2 separate regions of the Pan troglodytes genome follow, and region 2 is linked to region 1. A link is a contact called in public HiChIP or PLAC-seq data. All regions are on one chromosome and are shown on one strand. The core of a region is the stretch at or near the end of the contact, and the rest is flanking DNA. Distances in the headings are between cores, read along the strand shown.

What was found. HiChIP or PLAC-seq counts read pairs in DNA pulled down with a chosen protein or histone mark.
Region 2: an H3K4me3 HiChIP or PLAC-seq map of stem cell-derived excitatory neurons shows a contact between it and region 1, with 5 times the contacts expected there. The contact joins the promoter of GCNT4 here to the promoter of ANKRD31 in region 1. A contact is called at or near these places in 1 of 7 Hi-C or Micro-C datasets (stem cell-derived neural progenitor cells) and 1 of 1 datasets of contacts at active chromatin or transcription factors (stem cell-derived excitatory neurons).

The regions. Positions count from the first base shown.
Region 1 is chr4:40,805,083-40,807,802 of NHGRI_mPanTro3-v2.0_pri, forward strand. It overlaps ANKRD31 (ankyrin repeat domain 31), which reads left to right and starts at 1,374. Exons shown (of 25, transcript XM_063810362.1): 1 at 1,374-1,781. The coding sequence starts at 1,678.
Region 2 is chr4:40,991,710-40,994,710 of NHGRI_mPanTro3-v2.0_pri, forward strand. GCNT4 (glucosaminyl (N-acetyl) transferase 4) reads left to right here and starts at 1,451. Exons shown (of 2, transcript XM_009449015.5): 1 at 1,451-2,119.

The DNA of each region.
Region 1 (2,720 bases), core at 124-2,623:
AAAAAATAAAAAAGAGGTCTAGTTCTTTGCATATTTATTATTGTTCTGCCTCATTTACGGAGTTGAGGCGAGGAATTTTATTTAAGCAAGTTACTTATTCAAGTAAGTTTATTTATTTTTTATTTTTTGAGACATGGTATGACTCTGTTGCTCAAGCTGGAGTGCGTTTGCTCAATCATAGCTCATTATAACCTCAAACTCCTGGGCTCAAGCGATCCTCCCGCCTCAACCTGAGTAGCTGGGACTACAGGCCCATGCTACCATGCCCTGCTAATTAAAAACAAATTTTTTGTAGAGATAGGGGTCTCACCATGTTGCCCAGGCTGGTCTTGAACTTCTGGTCTCAAGCAATCCTCCTGCCTCGGCCTCCAATGCATTGAGGTTACAGGTAGAGCCACCACCCCCAGCCTCAAGTTAAGTTTAGAAGATAATCACCAATCAAGTATTTTAAATAGCAGTGGCTTAAATATACATAGTAAAAACACAAAATAATAATAATGATAATAATGGCAAAGCTACTCCATATAGTGAAAAGGGCAATGAATTGGGAAGTCAGAAATCTCTAGTTCCATCCATTTATGACAAAACTTAGACTTTATATGTGCGAGATGCTGGAGACTCCAAGGTGAATACTAAACACTTGCTATGGGAAAACAACTTGGTCTTTTCTTGAATCTTCTTCTCACTTGGCAAGTGGAAGCTCACTTGGCTTTGTTTTGAATTAGTTTGAATTTAAAATGTTCAACTAGACTGAAACACATCAAATATATAAAATTCTAGTACTTCATTAAAACGCAATTGACTACTTTTGGAGGTTGCTAGGCATTACTATTATTATAAAAATTGATAAAAGAGGAAAAAATAAAGCATTTATCCTGCCTTTCCTGCATAATCTGTATTTCAGGTAACCAAAGCGTTGTTGAGAGAAAAAAAAAATGCAAAATACATCACTGAGATTAGTTGATGAGCTAAAACTTCTGATAAACGTATCTGTTTTGTCTACCTCAGAGGACACTTGAGGAGAGGCTGTCAAGGGATTAAAGGGAAAGGAAGCACTTGGTGGGCTGCAAAAACTCTCTTTAGGTCTAAGGTCGCATTCTGGCTCCAGAATGCCAGGGCTGCTGGGGCGGGCAGGAGCTGACAGCTCTTCCCGTATCTGGGGCTCACAAGCATCAGGTGCATGGCAGGTCACCCTCCCGGCCAAGGGTGTTAAGCAGGCTCGGTCTGAGTTCTGGGTGCGCCACGCCTGCCTTTCTGGTCTCTGCAGCAGCAACCCCAGCACCTTCAAAGCCTAGCGACCGAGAATGAGAAACCGTGAAAAAGACACGCAGCGGCAGGCCACGCCCAGAGCAGGCCTGCGCGCGCGGCCTCCCACTTCCGGCCACGGGAGCTGGGGGCGGGGCCGAGCGCTGCGCAGGGCTCCGTCGTGTGGCGAGCGGCTGCCCCCTGCCTGCGACGAGCGGCGGGACCCGCGGGCCGCCTCGCAGATTACTACCCCGCCGCGCTCGCGGCCGCCAGCGTCCTCCTCAGCAGCCCTGCGACAAGTCCCGGCTCCTGCTGCGATTATATTATTTTTATTTTTAATTCACAATTTCCCCTGGCCCTCAAAGCGTTTTTTTGTTTGCGGGCAAGAGGGAGTTAGAGGAGGGTAAAAAAGACTTTGAATGTGAGGCAAAGATGGAGGAAGGCGTCCAGGCCCCAGACTGGGACAGTGATGAAACTGTGATAGAGGGTTCAGTGACGGAGAGCGACCTGGAAGAAAAGGAGCTGCCCTGGAGAAGGTGACCATCATTAGGGCCACAGTGCCTGAACCCTCGCGCCAGGGCGGCCCAGGTGCCCTCTGAGGGGGTCAGAGTTTTGAGTGGAGATCGTGACCAGAACATGTGCTTGTGGGCAGGATCAGAGCCTTGTGGGGCAGCCGTGCCTGAGCTGAGAGCTTGTAAATAAGCAAACACAGTCTGTTCCCGCCTACCCCCAACCAGCTAGGGATAAAATGAGGTTTGTACTAGGTGGCTTTATAGCATTTTTCAAAAGGCTTTCCTTTTGGGGGCTTTCAGTCTTTTTGCACGAGCAAAAAAGATCTTGGGTCTGAACTTAACTGCATTTTGTTTCAAGAGACTTCATTTTGCTTCAAGAGACTCGTAGCTCAGTTCTAGGAAAATGGGTAACAGTTTCTCTCAAGAAAAGAATGTGTGATGGGGAAACTGGTCCCTGCCAAACTGGAAACGAATAGTTTTATACGAATCCAAAAAAGTCGGTATTTCAGGTTATCGAAACCTTTCTCTAACATATTCTCTGTGCTAGACACAGGGAAAAGAGGGCAGGGATGAGGCCACTAGGTCTGCTTCATATGTGCTCAGGGCTGTGTCTGGGACTTAAGTTGGATCGTACACAGAATTGGGTCATTCTCCTTTCCCTCTCTCTCTTCTCCAGGATTCTCCTGCCCCCTTTCCTCATCATACCCACTTGCCAGTTCATATGATCAGAAAGACAGGTTTCTTTGAGTGTTAGCCTTTTCACTATACAGCAGTTCCTTACAAGGGGGACAGCCTTTAGCACAGAATTAAGAAAAGAGAGAGAAAAGGGGGATTCTGTCCACACTTTTCAGGCAATACCGATCCCTTTTCCCAGTTCCTCTGGTAGACACTTTCTCTTGAGTTTTATGTTCCCCAGTTGCCATGGTTGGTGTCTGCTCTGAGGCTAGGGCCAGCCTTGGGGCA
Region 2 (3,001 bases), core at 201-2,700, 190 kb after region 1:
GACACACAGGAAAAGGCCAGAGACTGGAGTGATACAGCTGCAAGCCAAGGAATGCCAGGAATTATCAGCAATCACCAGAAGCTAGGAGGGGGCACAGCGGGATCCCAGCCTTGCTAACACATTGATTTCAGGCTTCCAGCCTCCAGAGCTATGAGGAAATACATTTCTGTTGTTTTAAGTTGTGCAGTCAGTGGTATTTGTTAGGCAGTCCTAGGGAGAATAACACAGGAATGCTGAGCACAATGAGCAAGCTTACAATGTGGCAGAGACCATTCTGGGGCCACTACCATCTTTGGGCAACCCACTGTCAGAAGACCTGCAGGGCCGGTTACAACAAGTTTTTAAGGGATGAAAGAGAGTAACCCGGCCAAGCGCAGTGGCTCACATCTGTAATCCCAGCTCTTTGGGAAGCGAGGCAGGCAGATCACCAGGTCAGGAGTTTGAGACCAGGCTGGCCAATATGGTGAAACCCGTCTCCACCAAAAGTACAAAAATGAGCTGGGCGTGCTGGTGTGCGCCTGTAGTCCCAGCTACTCAGGAGGTTCAGGCAGGAGAATCGCTTGAACCCAGGAGCGGAGGTTGCAGTGAGCCGAGAGTGCACCACCTTACTCCAGCCTGGGAGACAGAGCAAGACTCCGTCTCACAAAAAAAAAAAAAAAAAAAAAAGAGCGTAACTTAAGGCAGTGAGTAGAAAGGAGAGGGAAACAGCTGGGTATGGTCTGAGAATAAAACAATCCAAAACAAAAATTGGAAACTTTATGATGAATAGGTTTTTAAGAAATAGTTTGCTTTAGGACAAAATAGTTGATTTGGAAGTTGGAAATAGAGGAGCAAGTGAGTGAATGGATATCCACTTTATGACATGATATACGCAAAATAATAAAATTGACCTCTTTAGGAGGAAGTGCATGTATTTCCTAGCATGGCTTGTTTGAGATGTGTAAGCTGTGGTTAATGATGGCTAGTGGTCCCTTTAAATTCCAGTCTTGGAGACCTCCGTGGTTAAGAGCATGGACACCATTCGGACCACCCACTTACTGGCAAGTTATTTCACCTCACCTGCCTCCCTCTCAGCATCTGTAAAACCAGAATTAAAATAGCACCTCCCTCATAAAGTTGTGAGGATTGAAAGAGTTAATCCGCATAAATTGCTTAGAACAGTGCCCAGGGTGGATAATAGAAGCCTTAATTGTTTTTACCATCATGACTATCGCCATCATCATGTGCAAATGAGGGAGACCCAGGAAGTGTAAATTATTATTCCAGAAAGAGGCGGTCCCATGGGGAGAAAATGAAGGCAAAGCTGGCCATTTGCTTGAAAGTACGTCTGTAAAACGAATATTAAAACACTTGCTCTCTGAACACAGGGAGTTTTTAAAAAGGCGTGGGGGCTGGGGTAGACTTAAAGTCTCTCTACTGCTTTGGGCAGATTCCAGATTCTGGGAGTGAAGCATATGGGGACCCATGTGACCCTCCCTCTTTGAGATTCACTGGGTCCTAGGTCCTAGGTCCTACCCAGCTCTCCACCCAACAGCCATGCACATTGCAGGCCCTCAGTCAACACTGATTGACGCAAGGGATAAAGGAACAAACCGACTGGGATTGACTTGTCTGGTGCCACTCCCTGCCCTGAAAGGCAAGCCCTGGGAGCCCCCGGCCCCGAAAGGACGTGGAGCCTCGCGGGAGACTCCTGGAAGTGCGTGAATAGCAAGCACAGCGTGGTGCGCCCGCTTTACAAGTTAGCATATTCACAAGAACCCGCTCGGAAGGCCAAGTCCTTGATGTCGGCCAATTGGTTAAGTAGCTGTGTGCTTTCTTTCCAGTGCACTTATTTGGTGATCCCGATTGGCGTCCGCACAGCCGCCACCCTCACTCCCGCTTGAGGATAAAAAGCAAGCCAATTTGGCATGTAGGCACTGTTTGAAAAACAACTTTGCACTCTAGTTATTCGGCAAAAAGCTCCACCTTCCCACGCTGCTGATAATATTTCTCGCGGCTGCGTGGGACACTCCTCGTCTCACCCATGAGAGCGAGCTGCCTTCTGTCTGGTTGGGCGATTCCTGCAGGGCCTGAGCCTCCGCAGAGCCCGGCGTTCAAGGAGAAAAAAGGAGCCGCGGATGTGAGTTTGCTTTGTCACTGCCTTGTGAGCGACTTTGGGCAAGTTACTTAGCTCTCCTCACCTCAGATTTCTTGTCTAATGTGGGAGGGAACCGAACGTGGATGACGCTCTGGGCAGCGGCGGAGAGCCGAGATCACCGCGCGCGCCTGAGAACTTTGTCCGAAGCGCGGCCCGGGGACTGGGAGCGCAGGGCAGGGAGTTCCCTCTGCGGGAGCACGGAGGCGCTCCTACTTTCGCCGCACGTCACGGGGGCCGCTCAGCGCTCTCCCACCCCGGGCCGGGCGAGAGCGGCTCCCCAACAGGGCGACGGAGGAGCGCGGCGAGAGCGAGCCGCCGCGGAGAGCCTGGGAACCCAGAGCGCAACCCTCGGCCCCCGCCGGGGCGGCCTCCGCAGCCGCACGGACCCCGCGTTCGGGGCTGGCCCGCTCCCTCTCGTAAGTCGACTTGGCCACGCGGGGGAGCGAGGGTCGCCCGGGGCTGGAGATGTTAACCCGGTCTCAGCCTCGTCTCCGCCGGGACGCCCCGACCCTCTGCTCCTCACGACTTTCGTTTTCCCGCCGGGGAAAACTTCGGCGCCGCGTCCATCTCCAGGCGGCAGGCGGGGGCGCCCTCTCGGAGCTGCGCGGGGAATCGGGCTGAACCCCGGCCTCTCTCCGCGCCTGCAGGAGCCCCGGGGCCACCAGAGCGCGCGGCGGGCGGACACAGCGTCACGGGCTGGGTGGGCGACCCCGGCGCGCGCCTAGCAGACGCCGCAACTTCGGGGCTCCCCGCGGCAGCCGCCGCCTGCGGCCAGACGCGGGGAAGTTCCCCGAGGCCAGCGGGGGGAAAGGGCGGCGGGCGGCGGGCGCGGAGCGTGTCCTGGATAACGGGCGCGGGCCGCGG